3 separate regions of the Mus musculus genome follow, and regions 1 and 2 are each linked to region 3. Evidence: chromatin contacts called from public Hi-C and HiChIP or PLAC-seq data. All regions are on one chromosome and are shown on one strand. Each heading gives the region's core, a stretch centred on a gene start, on an enhancer-like site or on the middle of the called end of the contact. The rest is flanking DNA. Distances are from core to core; before and after follow the strand shown.

Region 1 (3,645 bases), core at 140-2,639, 690 kb before region 3:
CTCCAATCAGATTTACACACAACTGACTCCAATACCTGGAGGAAGCAAAGAAGAAGAAGAAAAGGAGGAGGAGAAGGAAGAGGAGCAGAGAAGAAGAGGGGGAAGGAAAAGGAGGGGGAGGGGAGCAGGAGGAGTAGGAGGAGAAAGAGGAAGTGGGGAAAGAGGAAGAGGAGGAGGAAGAAAAAACATTTTTTCCTGAGTCCTTGAGTTTCATTATCAAAGCTTCCACCCCCCATATTTTATTAAATAGACATTTGGTGCTTCCTTTCTTTAAGCCTGTTTGCTGTTGGTACAGAAGTGTCAGCCATGACCCTTTATGATGAAGAAAGTCTCACACCTGTCTACCCTGTGATCACAAATCTCCATTGTCCATTTGATGGGACTTAGAATCACATGATACTAAAAGTCTGCCTGTGCCTACGAGGGAGCTTCTGGACTAGGTTAATTGAAGTGGGAAGACCGGCTCTAACTGAGGGCACCATCCTCCCATGGGCCTGGCTCTGAATGAATATGACGGAGAACAGGACATGAGGACCAATGTCCAGCTGTCTGTGTTTCCTGGCTGAAGATGCAATGTCACCAGCTGCCTCTGGCCCCTGCCTCTCTTCTCTGCCTTGATGAACTATTTTAGAGGATTCCCGGACTTATTCTTTTAATAACACAAGTAAGCAAACTTAGACCAAATCTGCAATATGGTTCACTTATCCAAGTACAAAGGTCAGAATTCATACTAACATGTAAAAAGCAAGTCTTCGTTGGAGGACCTGAGGTGAGCATGCCCTGGGATTTATGAGGTGGGTATTCTGAGTCCTGTTTTGTGATGTAACGTATGAGATGAGAATAACTGTGGAACCAGGTGAATAACTGGACCTACTCCCAGCCTTAGCTTAGCTACATCATCCTGGCATTGGCACCTGCCATCTTAGAGACTATCCATCTCTCAGATGGCTGAGAAGAAGGCTCCTGGCATAGTCTGGCATCTACCATCCTCCCAAGCAGACACCATATTACTCTAGAAGTTTTTGTTATGCTTGCTTTGGAAGTAAATTTTACCCATTGTTTAGTTAGCAAAACCACTTCCTAAGTATAATTGTTCAAGTCTTACAGATGTGAAGGCTGTGCCTAAGAGAAAATGTGTAGCTATTGAGCTGTTCCCTGAGTTTATTTTTATTTTAATTAATACTGCTTCCAAAGGTGGAGGTCTGCAACATTACATAATTACGAATGACTATATGACTATATGACTATACAGGTTGCTTAAGGATATAATACAAAATAAAACCATGACTAAGAATCTATATTTATTAATAAGTCCCAGATCATGAAATTGCTTTTCCCTTCCTAAACCCAGATATTCAATGACAAGTTGCTACTTCCTAATTTTAGTACTTGACAGTAGATGGCACTGCTGATTGTCAAAAGATACAAACATTTCCCTGTATATACCAATCTCTTCTTTTTTAGCCATTAAAAAAACCATCAGAACAAAACACACACACACACACACACACAAATGGTATAAAAGTAAATATTTTTATTCCAATGAGAGGTTAAAATTAAGCACATAATTGAGCTGGACATTTATGTGAGTTATGCATAGTTTATTTGAGATGCTAGGAGAAACCATAGTATGATCAGCGGCTCTCAATCTGTGGGTTGCAATCTCCTTGGCAAACCTTTATCTCCAAAAAATGTACATTATGATTTATAACAGTAACAAAATTACAGTTATGAAATACCAACAAAAAATTTTTTTTGGTTGAGTGTCACCACAATCTGAGGAGCTATAGAAGAGGGTCACAACATTGGGAAGGTTGAGAAGTGGGTACAAGTTCTCATTATCAAGAGTAAAAGTAAAATTTCATTACCAACACAAGCAATTTATTTCTGTACCATAACTTTAGGAAAAAAATGGATATTATCACAACTGAATTTAGTTGTCAAGAACAAACCAGAAAATAAAACGAAAGCACTCACCCATGGGCTCTGGAGTCTTCCAGATGGCATACAAGGATGCAGTGTGTAAAATAAGAACAAAACAAATACGTGACCTGAACTTTGGGTAAGTCACTCAGTGTTTCATGACAGGGGTCTCTCATCTGTAGACAGAACTGCTTATCTCTTGACCAATTTACATGACAATTGCAAGGATCAATTAATTGTAACATTGTAGCTTAAAATATTATATGTCATTGGTGGAACAGATCCTGTATTGGTTACTTTTCTAGTCACTGTGACAAAATGTCTGACAGAAGCAACTTAAGGAAGGAAAGACTTATTTCAGCGCATGATTTCAGTCCATCATGGCAGAGAATTATGGTGGACCCACTCACCGTACAGCTGGATGGAAAGTGCATCGCAGACCAGAACCAGAACCAGATATAATTGTAGGGTATAAGGTCTTAACCCATTTCCTCTTGAAAATTCTTAACAGAACTCCACCAATCCCTCAGCATAAAAGTCCTCTAATCCATGAGCACGAAAACCAACCAATCTCAGAGCACAAAAACGCGCTAATTCCCCTCATTGTGAAATCCCACCAATCCCTGGTCTTGCTCCGAGTACAGGACTTGAAACCTCACTAGTTCTCACTCTGCAAATCTCTACCCCGGGGAACTCCTCCCCGTCAAGCCCTATATAAACCTGACTCCTGCCCCATTCCCTGCTGCATCTATCTGCCCACAGCCCAGCAGAGGTAGCCACCTCGTGTCTTTCCCAATAAATCTCGTCTGTGAGGTTTGTTGTGTGGTGTGACTTGGTGGATATTTCTTGGCTCCAAGATGCCAGGGTACCTTCCTTCTCTGAGCTGTAATGTTTCCATCAGAGAAACCTTCCCTTTAGAACTATTACCTTCTCCTTCCTCTTAGAGCTATGACACCTTCATCAGAAAGCCCGCCCACCCCCCACCCCCTCCACCCCACTAGAGCTATAACATCTCCATAGAAGCTTTTGCTTTAGAGCCTTGTCACCTCTACCAGAAAAGCTTTTCCCCACAGAGCTGTAACACTTAAAATAACCTTCCAGGCTTGCCTCTAGTAAATGCCCGCTGCCAGCAAGGTCCAACAACCAACGTTTCCATAACGTCCCACAACAGCACCCACTAGCCAGGGGTGGAATCTTCTCTAGAGAATAGTTCATATTAAACCATAACAGACGCCACAAAGCATCTTAAAGCTCTCTGTGGGCTTTCAGGAAAGGCATAGCTAATGACTGTAGTTCTCCACTATTTCCTATTCAGAGTTAAGTCTTGTAATCTTTACCTCCCCCTTTCCCCCCCCACACACCCCAGCATCCCAGGGCCAGTCTTAGCTTCTCAGATCTCACCAGGTAGGACCTGTTACATGTTCCATTACTTGGTCAGGAGTTAAGGGACCTAGATTTCCTTGTTATTGAATGTTGCTTTGCCAGCTTTTTGCTTAGATCAGTGGTTCTCGACCTTCTTAATGCAATGATCCTTTAATACAGTTCCTCATACTATAGTGACCCCCAACTGTAAAATTATCTTTGTTGCTACTTCATAATTGTATTTTTTGCTGCTGTTATGAATTGTAACATAAATATATGCTATGCAGGATATGCAACCATGTGGAAGGGTCGTTTGATCCCCAAAGGGGTTGCAAATCACAGGTTGAAAACCACTGGCTT
Region 2 (3,586 bases), core at 757-3,256, 940 kb before region 3:
TCACAGCCAACCATCGGACTGAGCCCAGGAGCCCCAATGGAAGAGTTAGGGGAAGGGCTGAAGGAGCTGCAGGGGTTTGCAACCCCATAGGAAGAACAACAATATCAACAAACCCGATTCCCCAGAGCTCCCAGGTACTAAACCACCAACCAAAGAGTATCCATGGATGAGTCTGTGGTTCCAGCTACATATGTAGCAGAGGACTGCCATATCTGACATCAGAGGGGAGTTCCTTGGTCCCATGGAGGCATGTTTCTCCAGGGTAGGGGGATCCTAGAAGGGTGAGGCGGGAGTGGGTGGGTAAGGGCGCACCCTCTCAGAGGCAAAGGAGAGGGGGATGGGATGGGGGATTTTCAGAGGGAAGACCAGGAAGGGGGACAACATTTGTGATGTAAATAAATAAAAAAAGCAGTGAATAAAAAATTATAAAAACCACAAACTGGAAAAAAAAAAAAACCAGATCAACATACAAACTCCCCACAAGGATACGCACAGCCTATGTATGGGACTTTACACACCTAAGAAACAATGGCTTCTGATCTCCTGTTAGTCTATGCTCCAATGGCCCAGCAGAGGGAGCGACGGTGAGAGGTGTTGTTTGTCTTTCAGGGTTGTAGGGAACCATGGTGAAGCTCCCACGATGGTGGGCAATGCTCTATCCATCCATGGACTTCCATGCAGAGCCTGCCTAGCCTGGCAGAAGCAAGCTTCTGGCTCTCCACACAGCCTGCAGGAGAGCGATGCTTCTTCATAGGACAGAAGGATCTGTGTGCAGTCAAGGATGGTGGTCACGATGAATGGCATCAAGGGTCAAGGGGGCTCCCAGCCAGCAGATGTGCTATTGCAGCTTCAGCCCACCCACTCTTCCCTCATTACCTTGTAGTCACACAAAACAGAGCAACAGCTATTGAGGGAGGTAGACCATTTGATGAATTACGAGTTGGGGATAATAAAGAAAATACAAGTGACACCCCAAACCTGGAGGATGAGAGCTCCAGGGTTAAGTATTCAGAGCCTCTTCGGGAAAGGACATGTCAGGGAGGCAGCCGCTGATTCCCACCACTGATGCCCTAGCTTGTGGGGCTCACGGACCGCAAGGAATTGGCACTGAACTGGTGAGATGGAGCATGCTCGAACCTGGGATATCTCAAACTTGAGACCGGAAGGAGTGGGTTAATTCTCTCCCTGTCTCTATGCCTGCCTTGGAGTATGTACCCCAGAGACCCTCAACCAGGTTGTCACAGGCAGCGTACCCAGCAACTGGAATGCCTCTACATGCTATTGAGAGCTGCTTCATTAAAGATCATCGGAGAAAGCCTTCACTTAAAGAAGCCATCGTAACGAAGATTCTCGAAGGAGGTTCCCCTTCCTTCCAGCCCCACCCCCACTATCCCACTCCCAGGGTCCCCACCTCCATCCCAGTCCCAACTGGTCTGGGATCCCTCTTGTCCCAGACTTTACCCCCCTCCTGGCCTGGTGGTCAGTGGTGTCTGACGCCTGGAGGAAAGAGGCAGATTGCGCGAACCCACCCTCTTCAGGATTTCTCCCTGTCTTCTACAACCCTGTGTACCGGGCACCTGCCCACCGTGAAAGGAGAGGTGGAACCTTGTACCACAGCTGGCACTCAATGTGGTCCAACCAACTGACGCATACCACAGCTGGTGCCCACAGGATCCAACAGAACCTCCAGTTTGAGCAACAGATGCCTGGGAAACCTCAGGTTCAGGACATTGTCAACTGAGGTGAAGCTGTGATGTTGCCAGAGACTTGGCATCACATTGAGAGCCATGCAAGCCTATTATGCAGAGAAACGGCATCCTCTGCTCTTTCCACAGCTGAACCACCGATTCTGGACACTCCTTTGCTGGGAGGCAACAAAGACACATTCACAGGGGTTGGCTCTCTTCCTTGCATCTGCACCAGGGAAGCCAGTCACGCCAGGCTGGCCTGCTGGGACCAGCTGTCAAGTGTAGTCCAGTGCCCAGGTCTTTCCACTGCTTCTTCTCACAGATCTCTCCTCTGGGATGCCCACACATGTGACTTCTGGCAGCGCTCACTAATGACACCTCTGCTTGTGGTTTCTGCTTGGCCTCCGGGAAAGCTTTGTTTTGTTTGAGGACACTGAGCCAGGAAACAGAAATACTTTTTTTTTCTCTGTAAGCCACAGAGAGATCTTGTGATCAAGCCAACAGGAATGCCACAATAATATTCAATGGGGGTCTAGCAATCTGTTAGGTGCCATGCCAGCTCTTGGAGACACAAAGATGAGAAAGAATGGAAACTTCTTTTTGTTATGTACTTGGGCAAAGGGCACAGCCTCGAGTTTTGGTATCCGGAAACAATGTTGGAAAATCTGGGTTTGTCATCTGGCTCTGCCAGGAAATTACAGTCTGAATTTCCTTAGCCACTTAATTAGCAAAGAGTATAGATGGGTAATTGGAATATTTCTGTGCTCTCTGAAGACACTGGCCACTTGGTCTCCTGCTTTATTTAAATTATCATGTCATATTGGATATATGTAAAAATGTGAGAGTCACACAGTTAAGTGATGGCGTTCAGGAGCAATGGTAGCCCCTGTGAGCCTTCCCTCCAGCATACCACCAACATGATCATTTCAGCTGATGGCTTAATCTCCTTAGTCACCTCCCAGACAGCAGCCTTCTAAACTTTATTTATTGCCAATCCTTGGTATTAAAATAATTTAACATGAGCTTCTCCTAGCAGAATAGACTTACAGAAATCTTGTGCACATACAAAAGAGTGTCTCCAGGGTAGGATTGCTAGGCAACAAATATATGAATATTCAACTCACTTCTTCTGGTTGTATTTAAACTCCCACTAACACAGTCTGAAAATTCCAGTCCACTCACGAACATGCCAAGCCCTTGATGATATCATACTTTGTGATTTTTGCCAAACCAGTGGGTGAAAATGGTATTCATTGGTGTCTTAACTAGTATCTGATTGCTAATTAGCCTGAATATTACTTGTGCATAGACAACAATTCACGTTTCCTGCTTTGTGAGCCCTTTGAGGTGTCTTCCCTCCATATTTCTCTTTTGGATAGTTTGGCTTTGTACTTCATAACTTATTTGTTGGACTTAGAAGAGATTTTTCAAAAAGTAACTTCCATAAGCAGGTTATAGGTCTTACATATAGTGTAAATATCTTCTGGCTCGTGTTTTTCCTGATCACCCCCCACCCCACACACACACACACACATCGGGTCTATTGTTAAATGAGATTCTCAGGGGTAGAGATGTATCTCAGTTGTTAAAAGCATTTGCTGCTCTTACCCAGCACTCACCTGGCTATTCATAGTCAACTGTAACCCCAGTTTTGCTGCCCTCTTCTGACCACTGCATTTGCAAGCCGTGTAATTGGTGCACATACACATATGCAAGCAAACACATAATATTAAAATAAATAAATCCTTTAAAAAAATAACTCTTGATTTGAGCATAGCCCCTTCCCCAGTGATTAGCACTTGTGTCTCTTTAAGAACCTTTTATCAAAAAAAGGACCTTTTATTGTCTTGAGGTTCTTCTAGATAATCTTAAATAGTGTTATCATTTTGCCTCTTATA
Region 3 (3,514 bases), core at 633-3,132:
TAGCGTCTCAGTCATCCTACCACTTAGGAGGAAGAGGCAGGAGGCTTGCTACAAGTGTGAAGTCAGCCGAGCTTTAAAAGTTCTAGATCACTTAGGGCTTCAATCAGACCTTGACTCCAACCATCAAGCAAAGCAACAGGAACACACCTGCTGGCTTGCTCAGCTGGTAGTGTCTGCTTCCCATGGTCTCTTCCCCAACACTACAGTGACTAGGCATTGTGGTATGGATCTTGGAGGTGAACACAGGAAAACTGGAAGTTCACGGTCACTTTTAGCTTCACGACAAATTTGAAGCCAGTCTATACTACATGCCAATCTCAAAACAAAACACTCACCAACTCGTGGAGAATATTGGGAGTTGATAAGATTGGGTGTACATCACTTGCACACTTGCTCCCTAACCATTCGCCTCCAGAAAGATCCAGAGGCACCCCTTTCAGTGGCTAACACTTCAGCTAGATGTTCCAAGACCCCGAAGAAATTATGGTGATCATGGGTCTTTGGAAATGCCAAGAGTAAACCACCTAGAATGGAATAGGTAGAGTGAGCAGAATGGCATCCATTGTGAATGTTCAGTAGAGAAATGTCTGCAGAGATCTCGCTGTCAGCTTCTCCCTAGGTAGTCGGGTGTTCATTTAAGGTGCTATAGTAGGGAGCGGGAGTTTATCGAGGCTGATCTGGTCACGGGCTTTTCACATTAGAGACCTCAAATTACACCCAGGATCCACGCTACAAGAAAAGTTAGGCTGTTGTTCTCCTACCTTACAGGAAAGGAAGAAGAAAGGAGTGGGCACAGCAATGTTGACTGTGAAATTGGGGGCTCTGTCTTGGGACTTTTCCATCTCTCACCAGTTGCCATGTTGGGAGTACAATTTCCCGGTTCTAATTCTAGCTCCTGAGTTCTCCTCATAGGGATGGTGCTCAGCTCAGAGTGCAGGCATGAAGATGTGTCACTGGGCAGTGTGCCACAAGCTAAACCCTCAAGTCCTGGGCCAGCAAGTTCCATTATGGGAGTGTGTTACAGTCTTACAGGAAGGTAGGATTGCTTTTCTTTTCTTTTTTTTTTTTTAATTTTGTTTTAACCCGTATACGAGTTCACTATAGCTGTCTTCAGACACACCAGAAGAGGGCATCGGATCCCATTACAGATGGTTGTGAGCCACCATGTGGTTGCTGGGAATTGAACTCAGGACCTCTGGAAGAGCAGTCAGTGCTTTTACCTGCTGAGCCATCTCTCCAGCTCAGGCAAGGTTCCTTATTAAGCAGGGACTGCTGGTGTTGGCCTTGTGATAAAACATTCCTTGTGGCCTTTCTGGGAGCAGGTGGATCTTAACAGGGGCCTGGCCTGGTGAGTGATATGCAACAAGGGGCTAGCAGGTAACTGCTGAGGGCTGGACAAATAGATTTAAGAGAGAATTCTTCAACCCTCTGGCCAATGTTGTCAAGATGGCTATGTCCTCCTTGGCATGGCAGTGTGAAAGGGGAAGGAGACTAACGTTTACAAACCTGGACTTCAATTGTCACAGACATAGCTTGGCTGGACCCTCTGAGAGGCGAGTTACTCAGTATCTCCCACTGCACATCGGAATTCGGTAGCATCCATGTGCCCAGTTGCTTCCTCAAAGTTTGTTTTGAAAAGTAGATTGTGATCATTGATCCAGGAGCAGGAGGCTTGGGTTTCTCCTTCTTCTTCCTGCAGAGCTTTCCCAGAATGGAAGCCAGGAAGTGTCCGAAACCTGGAGAAGCTGGCAGTTACTGCAGTTGCACAGGAGAGGGGAGGCGGGCCCGGACCTTGGCTCCCGCGCTGGGGTACAGAGGCGACACGCCTACCTGACTTCTCGCGGGTGCGAGCCGGTGCGGGAGGGGCCCAGAGCAGTGTGGGAAGGCGGAGTCCGCCGGGAAAACGAAACAGAAGAGAACCGGCCAGGCCCGGACTTCCATGGGCAGCAGCAGCGGCAGGGAACGGAGGGCGAATAGATTTCAGAGCCTGCACCTGAAGTACAATTCGAATCCTGCTCCAGGGAGCGAGCCACTGTCCGGATCCAGAAACTTTGGTAAGACCTGAGGGCTATTTTCCCACTCCTGGATAGCGGTTGCAGGAAAAGGGACCCAGAAGGAAAATGACAAGCCCAATGACTTAAAACTCTGGAGGGAACTCTAGAAGCCTGAATGACCCAGAGACTGAATTCTGCGCCAAGACTTTGTGCTGCACAGTCATGGCATTCCAATTAGCTGTCCTTTGTGACAAGCGGGTCCTGCTCCATCCTCCACCAGCCGCTATGGTCAGGCAACCCCCCCCCCCGCGCCTCCCCCTCCCCTTCCCCCTTCTTCTCCCAACTCCCCCGCCCAGTGCCCACCACTTTCAGACTTACTTGGTGGTTCTGGGCCACAGCCAAATACCCTCCAACTCCTGCCTTCATGCTGCCTGTTTCTACTTCCTGGAAAGCCCTTTCCACCTCACCCCACCCCCAAGTGACTTCCTGGGCAGATCTGTCTATCCAGTCCTTTTCACAGAGCCAATGATATGAATTACCTTCCCTAAGCTAGAAACTCCACTCTGCCCTCATAGCCAGCGCCCCCCGTCCCCTGCCCCATATTTTTCTCAATCTTCCAACTAGTACTTAGTACTAGAATTAGTCTTTTTCCTTCTACCAGTAAGATCCCAAGAGCAGTTTTCATTGGCTTGTATAAGCCTAGCACCTGATCCCTGACAGGTGCTCGTTCCATGTATGTTAAGTGGATGGTAATTCATAAATAACCTTGAATTCTAGAGAAACGGGATTCCCTGTTGCACCTTTAGTACTAACCGTGCCTTGCCCCCTGGAGTTAAAGACACTCTCAGGGCAGAGTGTGTGCTTGTTTTTCAGCTTGCCCTGCGGCCCTGGAGGGACCCAAACACTGTGTGCAGCTTGCTCCTTTATATATCATATACTAGCTGAATGCATGTTGTATGGGAAGCAGCGACTGGAGGGGCTCAGCCTTCTGGGGTCCTACAGTCTTCAGGAAGGAGAAAGATCAGGGTCTTCAGGATATAGGTGAGACAAGCAGGTGGCATTTGTTGGTGCATGTGATGGGCTGCTCTTTGGGTGAGCGACTGAGAGCTGAGAGCAGCTTCCTGGTAAGCATCCTGATTCCTTTATAGGAATCCCACCTGTCAATACAGTGGTGAGGTGGAGTGATTCTAGTTGCCCCTGCAGCATCACAGAAGGCCAGCCCATCCTGAGAGGTGAATAAAATTGCTCCCTAGACAAAGGGTTCCAACTCCTGGGAGCATGGATTGGACCGTACCTAGCCATTCATTCCCCAGTGGACTTATTCATTCATTTGTACCAAGCCCTTATTATAGTTCTGGTACCTTCATTCCTTTTTCAGTTACAACTGTTATATTGATTTTTAAAAAGAATTTATTGGGGGCTGAAGAGATGGCTCAGCGGTTAAGAGCGCTGACCACTCTTCCAGAAGATCTGAGTCCAGTTCCCAGCAACCACATGGTGGGTCCCAACCATCTGTAATG

Evidence for each region. Hi-C and Micro-C count contacts between places; a contact is called where the count stands out from the background. HiChIP or PLAC-seq counts read pairs in DNA pulled down with a chosen protein or histone mark.
Region 1: a contact with region 3 is called in a Hi-C map of bone marrow-derived macrophages, with 20 read pairs. The contact joins the enhancer-like site here to the promoter of Eif2ak2 in region 3. A contact is called at or near these places in 15 of 39 promoter capture datasets (the 3T3-L1 cell line, 3T3-L1-derived adipocytes, the C10 cell line and 11 more), 1 of 15 datasets of contacts at CTCF or cohesin (pro-B cells), 33 of 484 Hi-C or Micro-C datasets (B cells, CD4 T cells, CD8 T cells and 23 more), 12 of 115 datasets of contacts at active chromatin or transcription factors (CD8 T cells, acute myeloid leukemia, bone marrow-derived dendritic cells and 7 more) and 3 of 9 other capture datasets (adipose tissue, embryonic stem cells and macrophages).
Region 2: a contact with region 3 is called in an H3K27ac HiChIP or PLAC-seq map of stem cell-derived neural progenitor cells, with 3 times the contacts expected there. The contact joins the enhancer-like site here to the promoter of Eif2ak2 in region 3. A contact is called at or near these places in 3 of 39 promoter capture datasets (the HPC-7 cell line, embryonic stem cells and hippocampal neurons), 2 of 484 Hi-C or Micro-C datasets (bone marrow-derived macrophages and embryonic fibroblasts), 5 of 115 datasets of contacts at active chromatin or transcription factors (bone marrow-derived dendritic cells, bone marrow-derived macrophages, embryonic stem cells and 2 more) and 1 of 9 other capture datasets (embryonic stem cells).

The regions. Positions count from the first base shown.
Region 1 is chr17:79,566,370-79,570,014 of GRCm38.p6, reverse strand. No RefSeq gene overlaps it. Among named protein-coding and RNA genes, the nearest start is that of Rmdn2, 47 kb to the left of the region's middle. Within about 2 kb of position 1,389, at least 3 of the 459 cell types and tissues checked have an H3K27ac peak or open chromatin away from gene starts, as enhancers often do. A contact at or near this core is called in bone marrow-derived macrophages, where this site is marked.
Region 2 is chr17:79,823,826-79,827,411 of GRCm38.p6, reverse strand. No RefSeq gene overlaps it. Among named protein-coding and RNA genes, the nearest start is that of Atl2, 71 kb to the left of the region's middle. Within about 2 kb of position 2,006, at least 74 of the 459 cell types and tissues checked have an H3K27ac peak or open chromatin away from gene starts, as enhancers often do. A contact at or near this core is called in the HPC-7 cell line, embryonic fibroblasts and stem cell-derived neural progenitor cells, where this site is marked.
Region 3 is chr17:78,880,940-78,884,453 of GRCm38.p6, reverse strand. It overlaps Eif2ak2 (eukaryotic translation initiation factor 2-alpha kinase 2), which reads left to right and starts at 1,882. Exons shown (of 16, transcript NM_011163.4): 1 at 1,882-2,054. It overlaps Gm26637, which reads right to left and starts at 2,570. Exons shown (of 2, transcript XR_876974.2): 1 at 2,373-2,570.